Linked DNA regions of Oryctolagus cuniculus: region 2 is linked to region 1. A link is a contact called in public Hi-C data. All regions are on one chromosome and are shown on one strand. Each heading gives the region's core, a stretch centred on a gene start, on an enhancer-like site or on the middle of the called end of the contact. The rest is flanking DNA. Distances are from core to core; before and after follow the strand shown. Region 1 has its middle 79 kb from the start of SSX2IP. Region 2 has its middle 33 kb from the start of DNASE2B.

Region 1 (5,412 bases), core at 1,591-4,090:
CCCTCCAACTGCTTTGATAAGTATCCATGAGGTGCCTGCTGGGTGCCGGGCACAGGCTGGTACTGGGCTGAGATGACCAGACCTGCTCTTGGGGAACTTACAGTCTAGCGGTCAGGTCTAGAGTGAGCCAAGTCATGAGGCTTCTGACTCTCCAGATTTTGGGGACAACAAGAGCAGTTGAGGGAGTCAAGCAACCCAGAAAGAGGCATATAGGACAACTGGAAGATCACCAATCCAGACACGAATTGCCCCGAAGGCTCTGTGGTGTTGGCGTGAGGCCAGGAGAGGAGGGGGTTGTGTCCTTTCCCTTAAGAGATTCGGTTCATTTCTCCAGGCTCCTGTTTGTGTAGCCCCTCACCGCTCTCAAACAGGGACAGCTTCGGGACATGCGTTTTTCTTTTTTCTAGACTGATTTATTTATTTGAAAGGCAGAGTGGAAGGGGAGGAGGGAGGGAGGGAGAGATATCTTCCATCCCACTGGTTCGCTCCCCAAATAACCACATCAGCCAGGCTGAAGCCAGGAGCCAGGAACTCCACCCAGTCTCCCACATGGGTGGCAGGGACTCAGGTACTTGAGTCATCACCTGCTGCCTCCCAGGGTGCATTAGAGGAAGCTGGATGGGAAGCAGAGCTGAGATTTGAGCCCAGGCACTCCAATATAGGATGCAGACATCCCAAGCAATGGCTTAACATGCTGTGCCAGAGCACCTGTCCCAGCTTTGTGTTGGGCGTCATCCACAGTCATCCGCTCTCCATCTGTGAGAGGGAACTCAAAGCCTTTCACAGAATGACTTCAGCCTGTTTTTCTAGCTTAACCCCCAACCACATCTTTACATGTCCTCAAATATACCCGGAGCGCACTTCTGTCCCCTTGCCTGTTGCTCATGCTCTTACCCAATTTTTTTCCCAGTGGTCTCTACTCCCTCTTCTCCTTAAAGGACCAACTCAAGTATTATCTTTCCTGGGAAGAGTTCTCCTACTCTTACAGCTGTGTTTCATTTAGCTCAACACAAGATCCACTATAACCCTGTTCTCCGAGTGCCCCGCACATGGCTTTAGAGAGAGCTTAAGCTCACATAGCTCCCAGCGAGCTATATTCCCAGCATATGGAGTGAGTTGAAATGAAATTGCTAATGGATGAGTCCAATTTGCAGACCAGAGTTTTCTCGTACATGCTAGGCCCTGTCCATTGATGGCTGCTAACTGGAGCATTGTGTAGAGGGTTTTCTTATTTATTTATTTATTTATTTGACAGGCAGAGTGGACAGTGAGAGAGAGAGAGCGACAGAGAGAAAGGTCTTCGTTTTGCCGTTGGTTCACCCTCCAATGGCCGCCGCGGCTGGTGCGCTGCGGCCAGTGCATCGCACTGATCCGAAGCCAGGTGCTTCTGGTCTCCCATGCGGGTGCACGGCCCAAGGACTTGGCCCATCCTCCACTGCACTCCCGAGCCACAGCAGAGAGCTAGACCGGAAGAGGAGCAAGCAGGACAGAATCCGGTGCCCCGACCAGGACTAGAACCCGGTGTGCCAGCGCCACAGGCGGAGGATTAGCCTATTGAGCCGCGGCGCCAGCCATAGGGTTTTAATGGAATGTTTTGGTTTACTGGGAAATGTAAGGTTTTTGATTAATGATGTACGTTACAGTCACAACCAGGGGTGACAGCAAATGCATCATTTTCCCATTCTTTCACTAGATACTTCCAGAGGGCAGGTACTTTGTTATTGTTGTTATTATAATAGAATCCTGGTTGTTTATGGCATTGTTCTTGTCCATATAATACATTCTTGGGTGTTTTGAGCCACTTTCTCACTTGTCAGTTGTCCTTGTAATTGGCTGCCTACACACTTGGCCTACATATTCCTGGAGGCTTCCACTTGCATGAGTGTTCCTATCATCCATAGGTCCAGCTAAACAACAAGAAAAACAACCTCTTTAAAAAGCAACCGTATTAAATACCATGCACTGATATTTGAAATGTTTTTTTTTTTTAAAGCTTTATTTGTTTTTGAAAGGCAGAGTTAAAAAGAAAGAGGGAAAGAGAGACAAAGACATTGGTTCACTCCTCAAATGGCTACAACACCCCCAGCTGCACCGAAGGCAGAAGCCAGGAACTCCATCTGGGTCTCCCATGTGGGTACAGGTGCCGAAGAGCAGGGCCATCTTCCACCGCTTTCCCAGGTATGTTAACAGGGAGCAGGATGGGAAGTGGAGAAGCCAGGACTGGAAGTGGTGCTCATATGGGATGCCGGCATCACAGATGGCAGCTTAACCTACTGCACCACAGCACTGACCCCAAAATTTATATTTGAAAGTATTAGGGCATTATAGTTTGGAATCTTAGTTTGCAATGTCCTCAGCCACAAATGCTACTTAATGTCTGCATAGCTAATCCTGCCTAATGCTGTCTTCTGCATTCAATTCATACCATGTTCTGCGTGCTTAACAGTGAAGCACAGTCTGATCTTCTGCCAGCTATTTGGAGAGCAAAATGCTCATTTAAAAAAAAAAAAGCCTGAACACATCACACATCTTCACATCCTTACGCAACGGGGTGCCTGCAGCCGGGAACCATGCGCCTGACGCTCAAGCCAGGGCTTGACAGCCCCTGACAGCTCCAAGTCAGGTGGTCCCCTCCGGAGCCCCGTGATCCAAGTCAATTCAGGCGAAACAGAAATTTCCCCAGTGGCGGCTGCAAGCCACTTTCACTCACTCTGAGTATTTTCACTCTCTCCATTGGCTGTGGGAGCGATTATCTTCCCAATCAAGGAACATTGCCCAGGAATGCAATGGTGTTAAGCCTCAGGGCACACAGGTTTCTTTACCCAGGAATGCCTCTCCGGGAGGAGAGAGGCTGCAGGCCGGAAGGACAGGTGGGGGAACCAGAACAGAGCCGAGATGTAGGCGCTCTGCTGGAGGGCAGGCAGCTGCCATTGGAACTAATGTTTTAAAAATATCTCCTGCTGGGGGGAAATGGAGAAGTGCTAATGGATGTAATGAACCAAGCCTCCCAGGGAAGCGAGAACAGGCCCATCAGCCGGGTCATTTCAAACTGGAGCAAGGAAAACGCTGAGGGAGAGAAACACAGGGGAGCGGTACAGTGTGGCCCTGGGAATGGTCAGCAGCCCCGGAATCCAGGCCCAGGGTCAGCCTGAAACAGGGCATTTTGTGTGTCTCCAGCAGCTGAGGAGAGTCCACAAGCGCAGCCTGGCCTGCAGGGGTGCAGGGTGAGTGCAGGGAGCTGGGCTGTGTCCTCGCCCTGACCTGCCCTGCCTGCGTCCACACCCTGTGACTGGCTCACTGTGTCTGTGGGCATTCACTTGGGCACCTGCTTTCACTCCTGCTGCTGTAACAAACCCTCATGCTGTGGCTTTAAACAAAACACATCTCATCTCTTACAGCTCTGGAGGTAGAAGTCCAGGATGGGTCTCATTTGGTTATACCAGGTGTCCTCTGGATTTTGTCCCCAGTGGAGACTTTCCCCAGTGGAGAATGGTCTCCCAAGGGAGAAGCCACAACCTCGTCTTTCCCTGCTCCTAGGAAGGCAGTAGCGCAGCATCCTCACACTTTCTTGAATCCTTCTGCCTCTTCTCTCCCTTACAAAGACCCTGTGATTGCATTGGGTCTTCTGCTGTTTTTCCTAGGCTGTTAGCAAGGAGCTGGATCAGAAGTGGAGTAGCTGGAACATGAGTTTGCGCCTATGTGGGATGCCAGCATCACAGGTGGAGGCTTTACCTGCTATGCTACAATGCTGGCCCAGAAAAGTGGAATTAAAAGAAGAGCATATTTTGGCACAAAATCTTTTTTTTGAAATTCATGCAAAATTTTCTCAAAATATGGCTGGCACCGTGGCTCACTAGGCTAATCCTCCACCTGCGGCGCCGGCACCCCTGGTTCTAATCCCAGTTGGGGCGCCAGTTCTGTCCCAGTTGCTCCTCTTCCAGTCCAGCTCTCTGCTGTGGCCCAGGAAGGCAGTGGAGGATGGCCCAAGTGCTTGGGCCCTGCACCCGCATGGGAGACCAAGAGGAAGCACCTGGCTCCTGGCTTCAGATCAGCACAGCACGCCGGCCTTAGCAGCCATTTTGGGGGTGAACCAACAGAAGGAAGACCTTTCTCCCTCTCTCTCTCTCTCTCTCTCTCTCTGTCTAACTCTGCCTGTCAAAAAATTTTTTTCTCAAAATGTTCATTTCCCATGAGAACTGTTTGTAGGCTCTTTGCATTTGGGGAGCCATTAGTCTGCTCTCCTCACCCTCCCCCATAGTCTGATCTCAACAGCCAGGGTGGCAGCAGGGCTCGGTTACCCCAGGGCTAGTGCTCTGGAGCCAGCTGGGACCAGGGAGGACAAGGCTGACATTTCTTTATTGCAGCCACTTCACCAGCTGGTATCTCAGAGTCGCAACTCTTGGTGCAGCCTCCCACTTCTGCCACCTTCTCAAGGGACCGTTCACACTCGTAAGATTGGGGTCACTAGCTCTTCTCTGCTCAGCTTTAGGTTTGACTCTGCACTGGCACTTGGCAGATGAAGAAAGATAAGAAACGCTTCCCCCACCCTCCCTTCCTCCCCCACTTGCTAAGAGCAGCCCTTGAATGGGACATTGGCGTTCTGGCATACTCTATTGGGAATTATGGTGCGCTTTCCATTGAAAAAGGCGTTCACATGATGGCAAGAAGTCACTGAAACCGGCCTCTGCCCCAGCTACATTATGTGTTAGACAAGTCGGTGAGCTGGCTGAGCCCTGCGCTTCCCTTCCATTGTATTTCCATGGCAGAGATGTGCTGAACAGCAGCCATCCAGCAGCCACGCCCGTCTGAATGACAGCTTCCCGGCTCCTGTGCTGAGCTCACTGTTTCACTGCACTGCCCGCTCCACATTCATGCCTCTATTATTGTCCTGTGACATTGCTTCCTTCCCAGGAGTTTATTATTTCAGTGGTAGCTTCAGTCCCCTCACTATGCATGTGACACTGCATGTGCTGCTTTGCCTTCTAGGAAGAATTTACAGCATTGAGACCCCTCTGTAAGGTTAGTGGCGAGTGCAAGGGAGTACAATGCATGGGCAAGTTGGTAAAGCCAACGTGGTCTTGCACAGCCAATGGGGAAAGTCCCTGGGGTGACTGAGTCTGGGCTCAGCACCAGACTTCCCTGAACTTTAATCCTAATTCTGTCATCTCCAGCTATGTGACTTGGGTGAAGGAAAGACATCACTGCACCTCAGCTTCTGTGTCTGTACAGGGGGAGAGAGCAGTGGTTCTGCAGCAGAGACTAAGGGGTGGCCCTCCCAACAGCCACGCCTAGTTCCATCTTCCTTGCCTTGACTACAGCAGAGATGGGCTCTTCCATTCTCCTTGGCAGCTTTAGCCAACGGGCTGAAAGTGGGAGCCTGGGCATGGAAGTTTTCTCTACAGGAACAGGCAT
Region 2 (5,384 bases), core at 2,008-4,507, 370 kb before region 1:
TAATTAAATCAAATTTGTATTTCTTTACATGATATAAAAGAAAGTATTCCCTCGTGGTGACATGATAAAATTTAACATGAACATAATGCTTAATGGTATACAAAATATCTTCAATGCAAGATAGAAGGCAGTTCATCTTCAGTATTCATTTAATTATAATAATACCTCGTACATAAGAATTTTAATGGGGGGGGGGGCAGTGTTATGATGTAGCAGGTAAAGCCACTGCCTGCAATGCTAACTTTTCATACGGGAGCCAGTTCAAGTCCCAGTTGCTCCACTTTCAATCCAGCTCCCTACTAATGCACCTGGGAAAGCAGCAGAATCTGGTCCAAGTTCTTGGGCATCTATACCCACATGGGAGACCTGGAAGAAACTCCTGGCTCCTGGCTTTGGCCTGGCCCAGCCCTGGCCATTATAGCCATTTGGAGAGTGAAACAACAGATGGAAGATTTCTCTCTCTGTCTCTGTAACTCTTTCAAATAAATAAAATAAATATCTTTGAAAAATCCTTATATCAGTATGTGCATGATATTGCCATGTGAATTTTAGATTAATCTAATTTAAATCAACTTTAAACTTTTCTAAATGATTTACAGAAATCATTTCCTCCTAGTGACATGTAAAATTCTATATGAGTCTAGTGCTCAATAGTATAGAGTATCTACAATCTAAGAAAAAAGTGGTTTGTATTCAGTATTCATTTAATTCTAACAATACCTCTTACATAAGAATTATAATGATGAGGCTAAAGATAGCTACTGCTTATTGAGTACTTTCTATGTGCCAAGCACTATGCTAAGTACTTTATATATATTAACTCATTTAATCCCTACAATAAGCCGGGAGATAGGTATTTCTCTCTCCACTCCCACGAGGGATCTAGGCTGGGAAAGGTTAAGTGACTTGTCAAACTATACAAAGCTGATAAAGAAAAGAGTTGGGGATTAAACACAGTGTGTCCAATTTTCTGTCCAGGATACTTTTCACAGCATTTCAGCTTTTTGTCTGGTATAATATCAGTTTCCTGTAGGATTTAATTAAAATACATGGAATACCCTACTTTATAATCTAATAGAAGAAGGGTAAGAAACTTGATTACCTGTTACTGATGAAGATTATTTCACTTTATTTAGGTAACATTTAATTCCTTGTCTCAGATCTGAACAGTAATAATACTTTATAAGATGAATAATTACCTAGGCTTAGAGCTGTATCTGTGGCCATAGTAATAAGTAAGCCTGAACCTCACAGGAACTAAACTTCTTACTTTGACTTCATTAGCACCCACCTCACTCTCGGTCTCTGAGTTCATCAGTCATAGATCAAATATGTTAAATTGCACTTTATAATGGAAGTTATTCCATTTGTTGTCTTTAAAATTCATTACTTTAGGCCCGCGCCACGGGTCACTAGACTAATCCTCCGCCTGTGGCACCGGCACCCTGGGTTCTAGTTCTGGTTGGGGTGCCAGATTCGGTCCCAGTTGTTCCTCTTCCAGTCCAGCTCTCTGCTGTGGCCCGGGACTGCAGTGGAGGATGGCTCAGGTCCTTGGACCCTGCACCCGCATGGGAGACCAGGAGGAAGCACCTGGTTCCAGGTTTTGGATCGGCACAGCGCGCCGGCGGTAGCAGCCATTTGAGGGGTGAACCAAAGGAAAAGGAAGACCTTTGTCTCTCTCTCTCTCTCTCTCTCATTGTATAACTCTGCCTGTCAAAAAAAAATTAAAATTAAAAAAATTTTAAAAATTCATTACTTTAAAACAATTAAAGCCATAATGAAATATGTTAAATTATTCGTTGTCACTTGGAAAAAGAGAAAGATGTATTGGGGGAAAAAACAGCCACTTTAGACACTGAATTTTGTGTGTGTGTGTGTATATATATATATGTGTGTGTGTGTGTGTGTATAGTTTGGTGCCAAACTAGATTTCCCTTTATACTTCTATTTCTCTTGAAGTGCTTATAAAAATATTGTAATGCTATGCTTCCATTCAGGGTATAAATGACATGAGGGAAAGTGAACCGGCAGAGTGTTTAATCAGTGTGTTTGTTAGATAAGGATAGGCATGGAGAATGGGCTCCTGTTCGAACATCTTCTCTAATCCTTCTCTTAGAAAATGTGTTTGAAAAATAAGTGACTTCAAGTCCTCCTTATCAAATAAGAATTTTAGGAAGTAAACGCCTATCAAGAGTACTGGATTCTTTGTTAGTTCTGCCTTGGAGCTATTATTATTCTCAGTGAGTAGAGTAATTACTATAAACAGTATAATTCAGAAAGAATTGCATTCACCTGTATATCTCCCATTTGTGTATAGATTTCTCTCAGATATATGTATCTTACATGAATATAAGTTTACCTACTTAGCTATATACACTCTCTTTATATATAGGGTATTATGAGGGTACTTTAAAAAGTTCATGGAAAATGAAATTAAAGTGTATTTCTGTGCAAAAAAAAAAAAAAGCCTTTGAAATCGATGCATTTTTTTTCATAACACACATTTTGCTTGAAGGTTTTCGAAGATCCCTTGTATGGCACCATTTTGAACCCGTATGTATGAGCCAAGCTAAGCCTTTAGTGTAAGTTATTGTATACATAGTTTCTGAGGTTTCGAAGTGTTTTCGAATCCATTTGATCATTGTCTCTTCGTAAAAGCGCGATGTTCCTAAGAAAAGAGGCCGTGGCTCCAGAGTTAAATGAAACGTTTTGTTCAAGATCCCAGAAGGACTCCAGATGACAGCCCAGCCTCCTCATGCTTCCGTTTCTCAAGGCCGGCCCCCCTGGCCTGCCAGGCTCCGGTCCAGGCGAGTCTGAGAAGGACACCATATCCCTGTTTCCATCTCCTCGAATCAATTCACTCACATAGAAGGTCATTTCCGACAGAAATCCACTTGGACTGATTTCTCTCGCAGGGCCGAGCAGCTTAAGTAAAAGGAGCCAAGCAGTGCCTTCGCTTCCGTGTCAGACAGACGCGGCCTCGAATAAGGACCAGGGGCCGTGACACCAGCTTCCTGACCCATTTTAGACACCACATCCGGGATTAAAAGCCTCTCTCCCTAATTAGCAAGAGATTGAAAGGAAGGACGCAAAGATGAAAAGACAGCAGGTAATTCCTTCCTGAGAAAACACTTTTCAATTACAAAGGCAAAAAAAAAAAATCAAGCTATTTTTAAATATTACAACCAGGAGGGAGCAAATGTATCGATTGTCTCATTTTCTTTTCCTCCTCGTTGCTAGGATGTGGTCTATATTAAAATACAGTTGCCTTGGTGAAAATTTTCCCCAGCAAGGTAATAGTGCTCCCCCTGCTGACCAAGAAACCCAGGCAGTGGTTTTTTTTGTTTGCTTGCTTTGTTTTGCCTTTTTTTTTTTTCAGGTGAAACAAAACAAATAAGGCCGTCAGACATCTTTAACAAATAGCTGTGGACATTACCTGCAAAAGTGTATTCCAATGCTATCAGAAATTTATTTTTTAATACAAGAAGTTTTCTTTCCGATACATGTGATGAGACACAAGGCAAATTCACACAGGTACCAGGCTTCTTATTGCTGGGAGCTATTTTAATAATTTCTCTCTTTTAACTCAGCATGAGCCTAATGCTTAAGACATTTTTTCACCTTGATCATTTAAGCTCTTTGGACACCGTTCTAATTTTTGAAAGGCTTGGGGCAGGAAATTGCTTATAATAATATTAAGTAGTGATGTTTGCTAATTACCAGTTGCTTGTAACGAAGGACTGAGAGAAAAAGAGAAAATCCTATCAAGGTCCTCGCTCCTTTCACTGTGGGAATTACTGAATACATCTGACATTAAAGCCGTTAGCAGTGGCTTGGTTGGGTTATGGAGGGCTGGTGAGCCTTGCTGGATGTGAGACGCCTGCAACCTAGCCAATTAGGTATTGCCACAGGGAGTAGAGTGCAGGAGAGAGGTTGGGGCATGGAGCTGCAGATTTAAAAACCATCAGTATCATGGGAATGAGTGAGATCATCCTAAAGACAGAATGTAGAAAATGAAGAGAAGAGGGCTGAACATTGAGAGACATTACGAATATTTACGAAGTAGGCAGATGATGAACTTTTAACGGAAACTGACACAGAATGCTTGGGGACTGTGGAGAAAAACTAAGAGAATTGTCAGACTGAAACCAAAAGAGAGGAGAATTTAAAGAAGGAAGAAGTCAACTGTGTCAAAAGCCAAAGAGAGGTCAAGGAAGATGAGAACCGGAAGGAACCATTGGCTTTGTTACTGAGGAGGTCCCTGGTGTCCCCAAAAATGTTGCAGTCTAGCAGTGAGGATGACAGTGCAAATTCAGTGACAATTTCAATGATAGGTGAGAAATAAGAGTGATCAAGAAATTTGGCAGTGAAGTAGAAGAGAGAACAAGGTGGCACCCAGAAGAGAAATTGGAGCAAAAGAAACTTTCTTAAGATCCACTGGTTGAACATGTTTGAGGGTTAACAATGAGCCGTTAAAAGGGGAGAAACAGATGAGGGAAGCAACAGTTAGCCCAACCAAGTTCAAGAGAAACTGGGCGGGAAGAAAGGATCAAGAGCACAAGCTGAATCTTGAAAAAAGTAGCAATTTACCTGCTTCACCACGCAGGTGGAAGCAGGGAAGGCTGTGCACTTGACTTCTAAATGCCGAGAGCTGATTCCAGAAGCTCAGTGTGGAGGTGAGGGCAAGGAGACTGGACAAGGTTTTATGCTAGAGCAGATGCTATAGGAGAAAAGGAAGAATGATGTAAACACTTGTAAAAGCCATAATGCAGCCGGCGCCGCGGCTCACTAGGCTAATCCTCCGCCTAGCGGCGCCGGCACACTGGGTTCTAGTCCCGGTCAGGGCGCCGGATTCTGTCCCGGTTGCCCCTCTTCCAGGCCAGCCCTCTGCTGTGGCCAGGGAGTGCAGTGGAGGATGGCCCAGGTGCTTGGGCCCTGCACCCCATGGGAGACCAGGAAAAGCACCTGGCTCCTGGCTCCTGCCATCGGATCAGCGCGCTGCGCCGGCCGCAGCGCGCCAACCGCGGCGGCCATTGGAGGGTGAACCAACGGCAAAGGAACACCTTTCTCTCTGTCTCTCTCTCTCACTGTCCACTCTGCCTGTCCAAAAAAAAAAAAAAAAAGCCATAATGCAGGGACTGGAAGAGTGGAAACAGAAGCATGACACTGAAGGAGGTGAGCACTGGCATGGCTGATGGGCTTTCTCTGGCAGCAACAAGTCAACCAAAGACAGGAGAAGAGAAAGCAAGCCATTGGGTGCATTCGGAGTTGCAGAATGTCGTAGCCAAGCAAGTGGCTGAGGGCGATGTTCTGGGGAGCCTGTAGCAGTGAATGTTTGGCTGTGGTCTGCAGGAAAGACACGGAAGGAAATGAAGTTGGCGAGG

The links. Hi-C and Micro-C count contacts between places; a contact is called where the count stands out from the background.
Region 2: a contact with region 1 is called in a Hi-C map of an unstated tissue, with 4 times the contacts expected there. The contact joins two enhancer-like sites. A contact is called at or near these places in 3 of 6 Hi-C or Micro-C datasets (ear pinna, skin fibroblasts and an unstated tissue).

Annotation. Positions count from the first base shown.
Region 1 is chr7:86,469,124-86,474,535 of mOryCun1.1, reverse strand. No RefSeq gene overlaps it. Among named protein-coding and RNA genes, the nearest start is that of SSX2IP, 79 kb to the left of the region's middle. Within about 2 kb of position 2,840, at least 1 of the 8 cell types and tissues checked has an H3K27ac peak or open chromatin away from gene starts, as enhancers often do.
Region 2 is chr7:86,838,609-86,843,992 of mOryCun1.1, reverse strand. No RefSeq gene overlaps it. Among named protein-coding and RNA genes, the nearest start is that of DNASE2B, 33 kb to the left of the region's middle. Within about 2 kb of position 3,257, at least 1 of the 8 cell types and tissues checked has an H3K27ac peak or open chromatin away from gene starts, as enhancers often do.